Linked DNA regions of Cricetulus griseus: region 2 is linked to region 1. A link is a contact called in public Hi-C data. All regions are on one chromosome and are shown on one strand. Each heading gives the region's core, a stretch centred on a gene start, on an enhancer-like site or on the middle of the called end of the contact. The rest is flanking DNA. Distances are from core to core; before and after follow the strand shown. Region 1 overlaps Rarg (retinoic acid receptor gamma). Region 2 holds the start of Pfdn5 (prefoldin subunit 5).

The links. A called contact is a pair of places that touch in the nucleus more often than the background predicts.
Region 2: a Hi-C map of the CHL-YN cell line shows a contact between it and region 1, with 2.7 times the contacts expected there. The contact joins the promoter of Pfdn5 here to the enhancer-like site in region 1. A contact is called at or near these places in 3 of 8 Hi-C or Micro-C datasets (the CHL-YN cell line, fibroblasts and liver).

The regions. Positions count from the first base shown.
Region 1 is chr2:398,624,116-398,630,719 of CriGri-PICRH-1.0, forward strand. Rarg (retinoic acid receptor gamma) reads right to left here. Exons shown (of 9, transcript XM_027396680.2): 3 at 1,003-1,151; 4 at 1-65. Among named protein-coding and RNA genes, the nearest start is that of Itgb7, 11 kb to the left of the region's middle. Within about 2 kb of position 2,831, at least 2 of the 6 cell types and tissues checked have open chromatin away from gene starts, as enhancers often do.
Region 2 is chr2:398,703,138-398,709,741 of CriGri-PICRH-1.0, forward strand. It overlaps Pfdn5 (prefoldin subunit 5), which reads left to right and starts at 3,090. Exons shown (of 6, transcript XM_027396693.2): 1 at 3,090-3,249; 2 at 3,450-3,552; 3 at 3,850-3,881; 4 at 5,231-5,305; 5 at 5,386-5,491. The coding sequence starts at 3,178. Espl1 (separin) reads left to right here. Exons shown (of 29, transcript XM_027396688.2): 24 at 1-146; 25 at 268-372; 26 at 528-643; 27 at 812-895; 28 at 1,045-1,209; 29 at 1,419-1,770. The coding sequence ends at 1,626.

The sequences.
Region 1 (6,604 bases), core at 1,581-4,080:
ATACAATTTTTGTCACGGTGACATGTATACACCATGTTTTTCTGGATGCTGCGTCTGAAGAAGCCCTGAATTTGGGATCAGGAGGAGTATCACTGAAACAGGATGCTGGGCTGGAAAACCAATATTTCTTACAATACAGGTGGCCCCAGGCCTGACCCAATCTGTTTTTTTGTTTGTTTTGATTTTTCGAGACAGGGTTTCTCTGTGTAGCTTTGTAGACCAGGCTGGCCTTGAACTCACAGAGATTCATCTGCCTGCCTCTGCCTCTGAGTGCTGTTTTGTTTGTTGTTTGTTTATGGCAAGAGGAGTGCTGGAGAATGACTGAACACAGGGCCTTCTGCATGCCAGAAAGCATTCTACCGCTGAGCTGTGTCCTCAGCACCTCACCCAATCTGTCAATCATCCATGCACAGAGCAGTCCCTCATCCCACACAGACAAAACTCATGTGAACACAGCACCTGGGACACCCATCTTTAAAATATCTCTTCATTATATTTATTTATTTTGTGTGCGTTGGGGGTGGAGGGTGCATGTGCAACCACAGGGTGCAAGTAGAATTCAGAGTAGTTATTTGTTTTCCTTCTACTATGTGGGTCCCGGGCTTGGCACCAAATACCTTTTCCTACTAACCCATCTAAAGGGAAGGGTGCCCCCTCCAGGATATTGTTTTTGCTAAGAGGGTCTCTCTCTCTCTCTCTCTCTCTCTCTCTCTCTCTCTCTCTCTCTCTCTCTTTGTTTTGTTTTTCGAGACAGAGTTTCTCTGTGGCTTTGGAGGCTGTCCTGGAACTAGCTCTTATGGACCAGGCTGATCTTGAACTCACAGAGATCCACCTGCCTCTGCCTCCAGAGTGCTAGGATTAAAGGCTTCTGCCATCAACGACGACGGGCCAAGAGGGTCTCTTTTATGTGTTGCTGAGGTTTCATGTATGCTAAGCAAGCATTCTGCCTACCGGTCTACATTCCCCACCTTGTGTCCCCATCCTCCCCACCATATTACACACCTTGCAGCCTTCACATGAGCTGACCCCATAATGGTAGCCGGAGGACTTGTCATTGCATACAAAGCATGGCTTATAGACCCGAGGAGGTGGTGGGGGTGATGGAGAGCTGGGCACCATTTCCTCTGAGCTAGTGCTCTGTGTCTCCACCGCTGGGGGAGAAAACCAGTATGAGAAGGTCAGCTGAAGCAATCTCATCTAATGACCATCCTCTCTTCCTTTGGACCTGCTGGTGGCAGCTGTTGTCACCACTGTTCATAAGCCCTTAGCAGGTACTTACCCCCACCCCCCCACACACAGAAAGCTCAGACAGCCACTGTCATTGCAGCTTGCTGGGATTCCAGGCCTCTACCACCACCACCACCCCGACCCCACCCCAGCCCCCACCTGGCCAACTCTTCTATATCAATGCTCATTTCTCCAAATTCCAGACCAAGGCCAACCTAGAAGTTAATGTCTCTGCTTCTGTTTCCCCAATCATAAAGTTGGAGAGATGGCCCACTGGTTAAGAGCACTGACCCTAGAGGGACCCAGTATTCAATTCCCAGTATCTATGTGGTGGCTCACAACCATTTGTAACACCAGTTCCAGGGGATCCAGTTCCCTCTTCTAGCCTCTGTGGGCACCAGGCACATACACAGTACACAAAAACATACAGGCAAAACACCCATACCAAAAAATAAAATAAAAAAAAGGTACAGAGTGGAAGGGTTAGGGCTCGCTCCCTGGCACTCTGGTAACCCTGAGTTCCACCATCCTCAGCCTCTGGGAGCAATTGGGGCGTGGGCAGCAGATATGGAGGTCAATGGGGCAGTTACAGGCCACCTACAGCTGGCACCTGGATGAATGACTTAATTCATTTAATTCACTCCCAAGACCTCAGATCAGAAGGGAAGCATAACTGGTAGCGTGAGCAGCTCAGTTTCACACCGCCAGCTGACAGCAGAGACAAGGCTCTCAGGTCCTCTGACCAGAGCTAAGTGCCCTTTAGTGAAAGAAGAGAGAGACAGGTATTTGCTCAGATCCTTAGGTCTAGAAGCAGTGTAGGGTGAGCAGAGAGTCAGGTGACCTAGGGTAAACAGAGGTGAGGGGGAAGGGAGCTATCTCAGACCCTTTCTAGCCAGGCTTCACTCCTGGATTGCCTTCAGAAAATAGCAACTATAGTTTGTAAGGAGTCTTAGCCTAGGCCCAGAGTAGGGGAAGCCCACACTTTCTAGAGGTAGCTGCTAGGGACATGCCTTAGGCTGTGTGAGTGTGGGGCTCATCCTCAGAGGCTCAGGACATTTGAAAATTATTCTGCCTGAGGGACCTGTTGCCCACATTTGGAAGGCCCAAGTGACTGAAAGAAATCCTGAAGACCCTCAGTGAACTTTGAACCCACCTCCTGTAACACATCCTTCCTCTGACCCTCTGTAGCCCACCTGGTCGCAAGTCCATCTGACCCAAAGCAATAAGAGGGAGGCCCAAAAGCTGGGGTTCCAGACCAGTTCCACCCACCTTACAAAGAGGGAAGCCCTCCCCAACCACCCCACCCCCACCTACTAATTAGCATAAGAATCCTGCTGGAGTTAGATTCCCCCTGAAAGCAGTGGGGGCAGAAGGGTGCTGGGAGTTTATTCAAGACTGGGGGTGGGGCTGCCTGTGTATAGGTGCCGAGAGGCGTGGGAAGGACTGGAATGCCTTTTAGGTCCTTGCTCTTTCAGCCCATCCCGGGGTCCCCAGGGCATGTGCCTTGCCCATAGGCCTGTGCGTGGGGTGGTACTCTCTCCTGCACTGACACCCTCCTTACCCACAGAGCACTACCCCATTTCCTCATTTCCTCTCTTGCGCAAGGCCTGGGTGCGGTCAGACTGGCATGGGGTAGCACCAGCCAATTATAAGATAGAAGGCCCCAGAGAGCCTGCCCTTGGGCAGTTTTTCCCATCTTAGTGGCACTGTCACCCATTCTCGACAACCCTCTGGCACATCCCCACCTAAAGTGCAATCCAATGGCTCTGAGGTCACTGTGGGTGGAGGGAGCTAAAATGCTAACAGGGTCTTCTGGGACGCAGGGTGATCGCTGAGACCTCTACAGTGGGATGCTGTCCCTGGACTAAGAAGGGGCCCCTGCTGAGGAGGAGGGGGTGGGCTCTGGGGTTTTCTCCTTTTAAAGCCCAAATTGCTGAAATTGAGGAAATTCCTGGCCAGGCTGAGCGGAGCTTCAAACAAACTCGTTATAACCGGCTGTAAACGCTCCCAGCTGCGAGGCCCAGAGCTGAGCTGCCCAGACTCACAACCTAGTATATAGTATACATCTCCTTGAAGACACACACTTTTGTAGGCCAGCATCACACAGACACAAAAGCAGGCAGACTGACTGTGTGCTCCTTAGCTGGAGCCAGAACTCTACACAGAGGATCTCAGACATTAAACCACACTCACTCCATGTAGGTGGATCACACCCAAAACCCAACAGTGGGCTTCACATTTACAAGCCAACAACTCTACCCCCGTACAAACCACAGTGGGACAGCACTGAACACCAAGACACCAAAGTCCCCATCTAAGTGTCACAAACACACCATCCAGCTCTACTCTAAATCACTTTCCCTCTCTCAGAGTGTGGCGGGAGGCCTGCTGTTGGTTTTGTGTGCTCACGAGGACCCTACTGGCCAAACTTACTGGCTCAAACTAAAATGCAAAAACATTGAGCTACCAAGCCCAAACGGCCTCTAAAGGTCTACTGATCCCTGCCCAGGACCACTGTGGCCAACCCCCACCCCAAGACATCTCTACCTCCACCGCCAACCAACGTGCCTAATCCCCCATTATCCTGGGCATGACAAGTTTAAGAATTCACAGAAATTCGGTGCAATGTATTAGTACCATGTTTTCTCACCCTTTAAATAGCGCACTTCAATTCTTATCCCACCCAACCCCAATACTGTCTCCTGTGTTACCTCCCTTTCCCACTCTCCCAGTTGTTAAATCTGAGCAGCTCTGCCCTGTAACAAAAAAAAAAAACAAAAAACAAACAAAAAAAACAACTGAACTTGTAAACAGCGCTGCCGAGTGCCAAGGAGCGAGGCGCGTTGGCGGGGGCTCAGTGACCCGGCGTACACACTCCCCCAGCGCCAGCCACCCCGCCCGCTGCCCACCCATTCCCAGAGTGCCCCCGAGCCTATGTCTGCAGTCATCCGTACCCGGGCTACGAGTGCAGTGCCAACCCCCAGTAAATCTGGGCGCGCGCGCGGGGGGGGGTGTTCCAGGCTCCTATCCCAGCCGCTTCTCACAGCCCACCCCCGCCAGGCATTGTGGCCCAGGCTTCAAAGCCACTTCTCATCTGGACTTTATTTTTACTGCCTTTCAGTCCCCAGCTTTTTATTACCGCTCTGGAAAGGGGTTCCAGGGCCCCATGCCTGGCATCTCCCATTACAGAAAAGGGAAAGATGGATATTTGGGGGCCTTATGATTGTTCTTTCCTACGGGCTGTCACTTCCAGACCACCCCCCACTCCGTACACTTGGCTTTAAACTTTTCGCTTCCTGCTGAAGTTGTGTGTTGGAGCCACAGAAAAAAAGTCATCTGTCAAGACAACCAAATACAAGCTTCCAGTTTTTTGTTTGTTGTTTGTTTTCATGAGGATAAATGCAGAATCCATCTTTCTCCCTCTTCTATGCACCACCCCTTGCACCCCACAAGCAGAGCACACAGGATATTCTCTAGAACACAGCACTTTCCAAAACCGCCCCCGCAGCCACGCAAGGCACACGCCCTCCCGACCTCACGCCACAAACACCCCCACACTGGGCCACGCACATTTGCCAACCCAGGCGGAGGGTGACAGTGGGTAGAGGGACCCCCTACTCCACACCCACATCTCTTAGGCAAAGATCTGCACAAGTCAGAGATTCACAGGCTTTGCGATTTTTTTTTTTTTTAATGCTCCCAACTTCCCGCATGGACTTTACATACGCCACCCACTGTCCTGGGTGCTATATCCCTCCCAGACTAAGGACTTGAAAACACGCTAGCAAAATACATCGGCCTCTCCTATCTCCAGGAACTCGGGAGTGGCATCAACCAAAGCACTAACTAATACCCACCATAAAAACCATACACAACTCCAAACACTACAGCACTCACGCAAAGGAGACGGACTCAGGCCCTCACGTTTAAAGGGCCAGTACCTCACATAGAAAGGATCAGAATACCCCCGCTTGCACCCCAGTCCCAAACTTCACATACGGAAATAGCAAGCACCCGCTTCTGGTGCACCCAATACCCTACCCCCGAACTCGAATACCTACATTGTAGACTGGCAGGTTGCGCCCAGGCAAAAGACTCAAGTCCGGCGAAACAAGAGCTGCCAGTGGCTCTGCGTAGCAAGCCGGCCCCGGGCCCCGCGGCCCCATACAGCCGTCGCGGACCCGGGGCAAAGGATTCCATGCAGTCGTACATCGCGACCCGGCTTGGAGAGAAACTGGGTGCTAGAATACCAAGGACCCGCAGCCCATTCCCCCTCCTCCCCCCGCAGCGCCCTGCTCCTGGAGGGGGGAGGGGGAGGGCTAGCATAGGGCGCTGAGATGCATGGGGGGTAAGGGGTGGGCGGGGAAGAGGGGGATCCCCAGCAAGGGAAAGGACTGGGCGGGGCACGAAGGCGAAGCAGCAGCTTCTGCCTCGGTCTGGCTCACTTAGGGTGCCTGGGCAGCTAGCACTGTGGAGACCTTTTGTAAAAGCAGAGCCTGAAGGGATGGGGGTGGGGCTTGGAGAGGGAAGGGGGCCGGGCACCAAGATGAGCAGAGCTGGGAGTGGAGCACAAACACATTCGCATACGTCTACTCGCTGCGCGGCGCACGCGTTTGCTTAGACATACATCTGTGCATGCATGTATCTTGGCAGGGAACACAAATTTGCAAACGTGCAACAGTGCACAAGCATATCTGCACCCACATAAATTCATAGGTGCCCAAATTTGTGTAAATACACCTGGCTCAGGAAAACGCTTGCAATCATGTTCTCTCCACAGACCGGGAGGTTTTGCACGCATTTGCACTTAAGGCGCGTGTCCAGGTTGGAACTGGGGGAAGGAATGGAGGAACCAAATGCACGCATTTCCTCTCACAGAGTGTCCCCCCACACACACACTATTTCTTCGGCATACAAGTCAACACAAGCAAGGGTGTTAAGGATGGCTGTGTAGAAGGGAACCTTGAAATGCCTCGCGCACCGCTGGTCTCCAGAGTCGGAGGACCTGCATTACCTCCACCCCCCTCATTCCCGGGCCCGACTCCTCCTTCGCCCTTCGTGCGCGCGCCTGCGCGCGCGCGCGTTTCGGACCAGAACACTGCATTCCTGCGGCTCAGCGCGCGCTACCGCCTCCTTCCTTCCCGTTCTTCCCACCCCCGGTCCAAGGGCCAGAGCGCGCTCCCGCGGTGAACTCTCCGGGAACCCCCCTCGGGGCGGGTGGCCGGGCGCGCTCACCTCCTCCTGACCCGGCCCCGCCCCACCCCGCCCAGGCCGTCGCCAGCTCCGCAGCGGAGTCCCCCCCCCCGCCCCCTCCAGCGCAGCGGAGAGTCTACCCCTCCTAGCTCCGGCTATCCTTCCTCCGCGAGGGCTGGGCCGC
Region 2 (6,604 bases), core at 1,840-4,339, 79 kb after region 1:
TCACCAGCCAGGATGTTCAGGCCTTGGCATATGGGCTGTGCCCATCCCAGCCAGAGCGTGCCCGAGTGCTCTTGAGCGAGGCTGTAGGACGGGTGCAGGGCCAGGTGGCTCCTCGAAGTCAGCATCTTGTGTTGGTCCTAGACAAGGTAAAGAGCTGAGGCACTGAGCAGTATCCAGAGGGTAGTGAGCATGAGCTCATCTCTGGGCCCTTCAGACATTTGTATTTATGTGGCTGGGGAGAGTAACCTTGAAGTGTTTTTTCCCTAGGACCTGCAGAAGCTGCCATGGGAAAGCATGTCCAGCCTGCGAGCACTGCCTGTCACCCGGCTGCCCTCCTTCCACTTCCTCCTCAGCTATTCCATCACTAAAGAGGTGGGAAAACGGGGCATAGGGCCTGGGGATTCTGGAGCCATGGGAAGATAGGAGTAGCTGAACAATGGGTCAGTTTTGGAATGGAACTATTAGTATGCTGGGAGCTGGGCCTCCTGGACAGACCAAGACCCTAATTGACAGTGCTTTCCCCTCAGGCTGGGGCCTCATCAGTTCTGAACCAAGGTGTGGATCCACGGAATACCTTCTATGTCCTAAACCCTCACAATAACCTGTCAAGCACAGAGGAGAGATTTCGAGCCAGTTTCAGCAGGTCTGGAAATGAGGGCAAAAAGGGGGGGGGTAGAGACATCACACAGGGGCAATATATGTGCTCTTGCTCTAGAATCAGTTATTGCATCTCATTTCTGTCTCCTGTTCCCCTTTTCCCTCTTTGCTACATGGTGTCTGCCACATACTGACTTCTGTCTGTTCCTTGCAGTGAAGCTGGCTGGAAAGGAGTGATTGGGGAAGTGCCAAGCCTTGAGCAGGTGCAGGCTGCCTTGACAGAGCGTGACTTATATATGTGAGCGTTTGGGTCAGGGAAGTAGGGTGAGGTGCATTCTAGAGGACAGTATCACTATGGGTTGATTTGACATTGTAGAGTCTCTGGAAACCGGTAGGGGCCTAGGAATGATGACTCAATAATTATTTATGTCCCTTCCTCTGCCTTAGCTATGCAGGGCATGGAGCTGGTGCCCGATTCCTTGATGGGCAGGCTGTCATGCGGCTGAGCTGCAGGGCAGTGGCCCTGCTGTTTGGCTGTAGCAGTGCAGCCCTCGCTGTGCATGGAAACCTGGAGGGAGCTGGTATCGTGCTCAAGTACATCATGGCTGGCTGGTAAGGCCAAGGAATGAGACCCACTGTAGGGTATTAAAACTCTTGTCCCTATCCCCAGGTTTCTCCTGTCTCCTGTCTAGGGCCCTCCTAGAACTATAAGCCAAGGGAGCTCCTCATTGCTCGAAGCCTCTTTACATATCTATCACCAATAATGTTTTCCAATATTTCTGTTACATAGCCCTTACTTTGTATTTCTTTTTTCTTCGCAGCCCCTTGTTTCTAGGTAATCTCTGGGATGTGACTGACCGTGACATTGACCGTTATACAGAAGCTTTGCTGCAGGGCTGGCTAGGAGCAGGCCCAGGGGCCCCCCTTCTCTACTATGTCAGCCAGGCCCGCCAGGCTCCTCGACTCAAGTATCTTATTGGTGCTGCACCTGTAGCCTATGGCCTACCTGTCTCTCTACAAACACCCTGAAGCTGTTGTATTTATGGTAGAAGCTATGTGTCTACCTACCAACTTAGTTTTAACTATTTAGAATTTTTAAAGTGATTTTCCCTGGTGTTTTGTATGAAATGTTTCCTTTTAATGTGACCTTAATAAAAGATATACCAAGCCTCATTTCAAGAGCATCTACAGATCTGATAGCTCCTTCCCTCAACTCCTGCTGTGCAGATATAAGCAGGTGGAAGGAGCTTTGGGAAGAAAGCCAAAAGACAAAGTTGGGTGATAAAAATTTCTTTATGGTTTATTAAAATGCAAAATCCTGTGCACAAATATTAAAAAACAAAAAAGGGAGCCTGAGCTGAGACACAAGCCACCTCTACCCCCCACTGTTGCTGGCTTCCTCAGTCACATCCCCAATGAAAACCCCACCTCCTGAACAACAACAAAATGCCTCTCAGTTGGCTGGTAGACCAGTGACAGAATTCCCACAGTTGAGTGTGGCTGGGCCTTGGGTGATAGAGCAGGACAGAAGGTCATCAAAATGCCCCAGTGAAAGGCAAGCACAGGCAAGGAGAGTGTAGAGGGTGTGTTTAATGTCTCCATTGTCCTTGCCTCTGCTCAGTGATTTTAGAAACCACTGTTCTTCTCACTAGGGCTACTACACTTAGTCCAGATTCTATGAGCTTTTGCTACTCACAGACAGCTTCTGTCTCCCTACCTAAATTGTTTTGAGGAAGCATATATATTGTTTTTTCAAGACAGGACTTCCCTTGTGTAACAGTCCTGGCTGTCCTGGAACTCACAGAGATCCGACGGTCTCTGCCTCCCTAGTGCTGGGATTAAAGGAGTGGCCACCACCACCACCAGGCGGGGGAAGCATATATCTTACATTTATAAATCACTCATATTTAACACACGTAGCATAATTATGCTGGCACTAGACAGATGCTCAGCAGTTAAGGACACTGGATTGTTCTTCCAGACGACCTAGGTTCAGTTCCCAGTATTCAGATGGAGGCTACCAACTAAGTGTAACTCCAGCTCCAAGCAATCCAGCGTCCTTAACACTACACACACACACACACACACACACACACACACACACACACACACGCAGACAAAACAGACACACAAACTTAAGCTATATTTGTTGGTCGGTAGTTGGTGGCTCGTTAGCGTCCTTTCCACTTCGTTTGTCCTTTAAAGCACCGTTTCCACAAGCACCTTAGTGGTTCTGTCACAACACAGGCTCCCTCCTGGCCTGTCACCAGAGTTGTCCTATCAACGTGCAGCAGCGTAAACAGCTTTACAATCTTGCGGTTGCGTCCTAAGGACTTTCAAGAGTTTCCAGTTCCTTGAAGGCTAAAGCCCTGTTTTTTGCTGCTGAGTCGTGCTGGCTCTAGTATACTCAGCGTCTCCGTTATCCTCTATAAATCAAGCTGGAGATCCTTCAGAGACCCAGGGTCATAGAGACGAGCAGCGCAGAGCGTATCCCCGGGCGGCACCACAGAAATATCGCGGAGGCTGGCTAGAGCGGCGCACGCCGAGCCGGCTTCCTCTTCGGTAGTCCTCCTACCCAACATGGCGCAGTCGATTAACATCACGGAGCTGAATTTGCCACAACTGGAAATGCTCAAGAACCAGCTGGACCAGGTGAGGCCCAGTCCCTTCACCTTCCTCGCGTACCACGTCCTCCGGCCGCGCGAAGTCGTTCGCCCCGCGCCTTCCCGTTGGGGAGGCTTCCTTTCCCAGGGAAACCCCTATCCGGTCCCAGGTCCCGCCCCCTCTGGCCGAGCCCAGCTGCCCTCTCGGGTCCCCGGGCTGACTGACCCCTTTTATCTCCGTTTCTGTAGGAAGTGGAGTTTCTGTCCACGTCTATTGCTCAGCTCAAGGTGGTGCAGACCAAGTACGTGGAAGCCAAGGACTGTCTGAACGTGCTGAACAAGAGCAACGAGGGTATGGGTGAGGCGGGTGAGGGCACCTGGGGAACCGTCGCTAGCCCGCGTCTCTGCCGTGTCCTCCCGCTCTGGTTTTCCGTAGAGAAAACTGCCCGTTACGTAGTGTGTATAGCCACACAAGGCCCTGCATGCTGCCTACGGGAAAGCTAAAATGCACAAGACATCCCTCAGCTCCCGTCACCTCTGTTGCTGTTCTTTTCACTGTCTGGATGCCCCGTAGGAGCTCCCTCCCCCTAACGTCTTCACGTGGGAGCGGCCAGCCTTCCCCAGCTGTTTGTCTTCATTACTTTCACAGGAAAAGAATTACTGGTTCCGCTGACGAGTTCTGTATCCTTTCCACAGGAAATGCTACCTTACCTTCTTTCTCCGTCATTCCCCCAAACCGGGAGAATTTTGATAACAGTCAGCCAAAGATTTTAAGAACAATCATAGCCGGCATGGTGATAGGGAACCCATGGTGATCCCAGCACTTGGGAGGCAGAGGCAAGTGGATCTCTGTGAGTTCGAGACCAGCCTGCTCCACAGAACGAGTTCTAGGACAACGAGGGCTACACAGAGAAATCCTGGCTTGGAAACCAAAAAAAAGAGTCATACACATTTCATAATTCTCTTGTCTTAACCTAGGACCAGTAGCTATCCAATACTTTCTTTCCATCAGAGTTCAATGAAGAATTGAAGTGTAATGTTTCTCTTTGCTGTGTGGGATGTTCATCTAATATGGAGATAAAACTGGCAGTTGGTTAAAGCAATAGGGAAATAGTAAGATAGTGAAATTGGGAACTTGGCTCTGTTAGTTTCATCTTAATTGTGGCTCATTCCAAAACTACTTTTAATAAGAAACCTAGATTGTTTTTCCATTTGTTGAAAATAATCCGTGAAACCGCAGGCTAAGAGAGAAACCTAATTTGTGAAGATTGCTTAAGTTAAATAATAGTGATAGTGTGGTGCTGGAGAAATGGCTCAGTGGTTAAGAGCACTGGCTGCTCTTCCAGAGGACCAGGTCCAATTCCCAGCACCCACACTCCAGTTTCCAGGATCTGACACTTTGACACCAATGCACTAAAACAAATTTAAGTAAATTATTTAGTGGGTAAAAATGTGCAGAAACACATACAACCTCAGTTTAATCCAATAACCACATGGTGGAAGGAGAAAACCAACTCCCAACCTCCACACATGTTCCATGGCATACGCACTTGTGAAAACATGTATACAAAAGCCAGTAAATGTAATCTAAAAGTTAATGATGATCTGAGGCTGGAGAGGGGGCTTAGTGCTTAAGAGCACTTCTTGCTCTTGCAGAGAACCTAGTTTGGTGTAGATAACTCCAATTCCGGGGATCCAGCAACCTTTCCCAACTTATGCAGGCACCAGGCATGCACACGATGCACATATATACAATCTAAAAAAAAAGTTGTAAGAATTTGTAGTAATCCATCAGGATTTATGGCTGGGGTGGATGAGGCTAGCTATCTACTTTCACTGTTCTAGAACCTTGGGAAAGCACAGTTGCCATCTAATCTCTCTTTGTGGAAAGCTAATGGAGAAATCCTGGTGGGATCGGGACAAGTCGGTGTTCCAGCTTCTGTTGTCTTCACAAGGAACCAACTCTGTTGCTTGGGGTTATGGCTCTGGCTGACAAAACTGTGTGTTTTCCCTTAATCCTTGCTTCTCAGATGTATGTCCCTGGGAAGTTACATGATGTGGAACATGTGCTCATTGATGTGGGCACTGGGTACTATGTGGAGAAGGTGAGTTGGTAAGAAGCTTACGGATGTCCTCTGAGAGGTGGGGTCTTCTTTTATTCCCTTACTGACCTCCCATCTTGCAGACAGCTGAGGATGCCAAGGACTTCTTCAAAAGGAAGATAGACTTCCTTACCAAGCAGATGGAGAAGATCCAGCCAGCCGTTCAGGAGAAGCACGCCATGAAACAAGGTCAGTTCTGTAAAACTCTGTCTATGATTGTCTGTCTGTCTGTCATGTCTCTGGGAGGTGGAGGGGAAGCACATGAGTGCCATGGTACATGTGTGGAGGTTGGGGGGAAATTTTCAGGAATTGGTTTTCTCCTTTCCTCCTGGGTTCTAGATATTAAACTCTTGTCATCTGGCTTTGTGGCAAGTGATTCCAGCTGTTAAGCCATCTCCCCTGGGAACTCCTGGCCTCCTTGAAAAAGAACATTTATTGCATAAGGCATGAGTGAATGCATGCATCTGTAATCCCCAAGACTGAGGAGGTTAAAGCGGGAGGATTGCGTAGCAGCAGCCAGGTTTTGTGGTACACACTTTAATTCCTCCATTTCAAGGCCGGTGTGGACTTCATGAGACTCTTGTTCCCACCTCCCAAAAAGACTTAATTGGTTTAGGCTTGGGGGAGAGACATACAGTAGTGAGAGTGCCTAGCATGCTGGTTGGCTGTGGCATACACCTTTGATCCCAGCACTTGGGAGGCAGAGGCAGGCAGATCTCAGTGAGTTCGAGGCCAGCCTGGTCTACAAGAGCTAGTTCCAGGACAGCCAGGACTGTTACACAGAGAAGCCCTATCTCAGAAAAACAAAAAAACAAAAAAACAGAGTGCCTTGCATGTACATGTCATGGGTTAAATCCTTGGCACCACAAAAAAAAAAAAAAAAAAAAAAAATTTACATGTTTGCATATATGTGTAAATATAAGTAAAATGTATGTGTATATATGTGTGTGTGCCCACATACATAATCCATGTACAATACTATCCATTTAAATGAGAAATCCAGCTGTATGTTGTGGGGCACACCTGTAATTTTAGTACTCAAAAGGCTAAGGCAAGAGTTTTCCAGGTTAGAGGCCAGGCTAAGGTACATACCAAGATCCTGTCTCAGAAAACACAGGGGCTGGTGAAATGGCTTGGTGGTTAAGAGCACTTAATGTGCTTGTAGAAGACACAGGTTCAGATCCAAGCACCCATGTGGCAGCTCACAACCACCTACAACTCCAGTACCGGGAGATACGACTTCTGAGTCTCCTATATGAACATGGTGCACATACATCTGCTCAGGTGCACATGAGCGTGAGT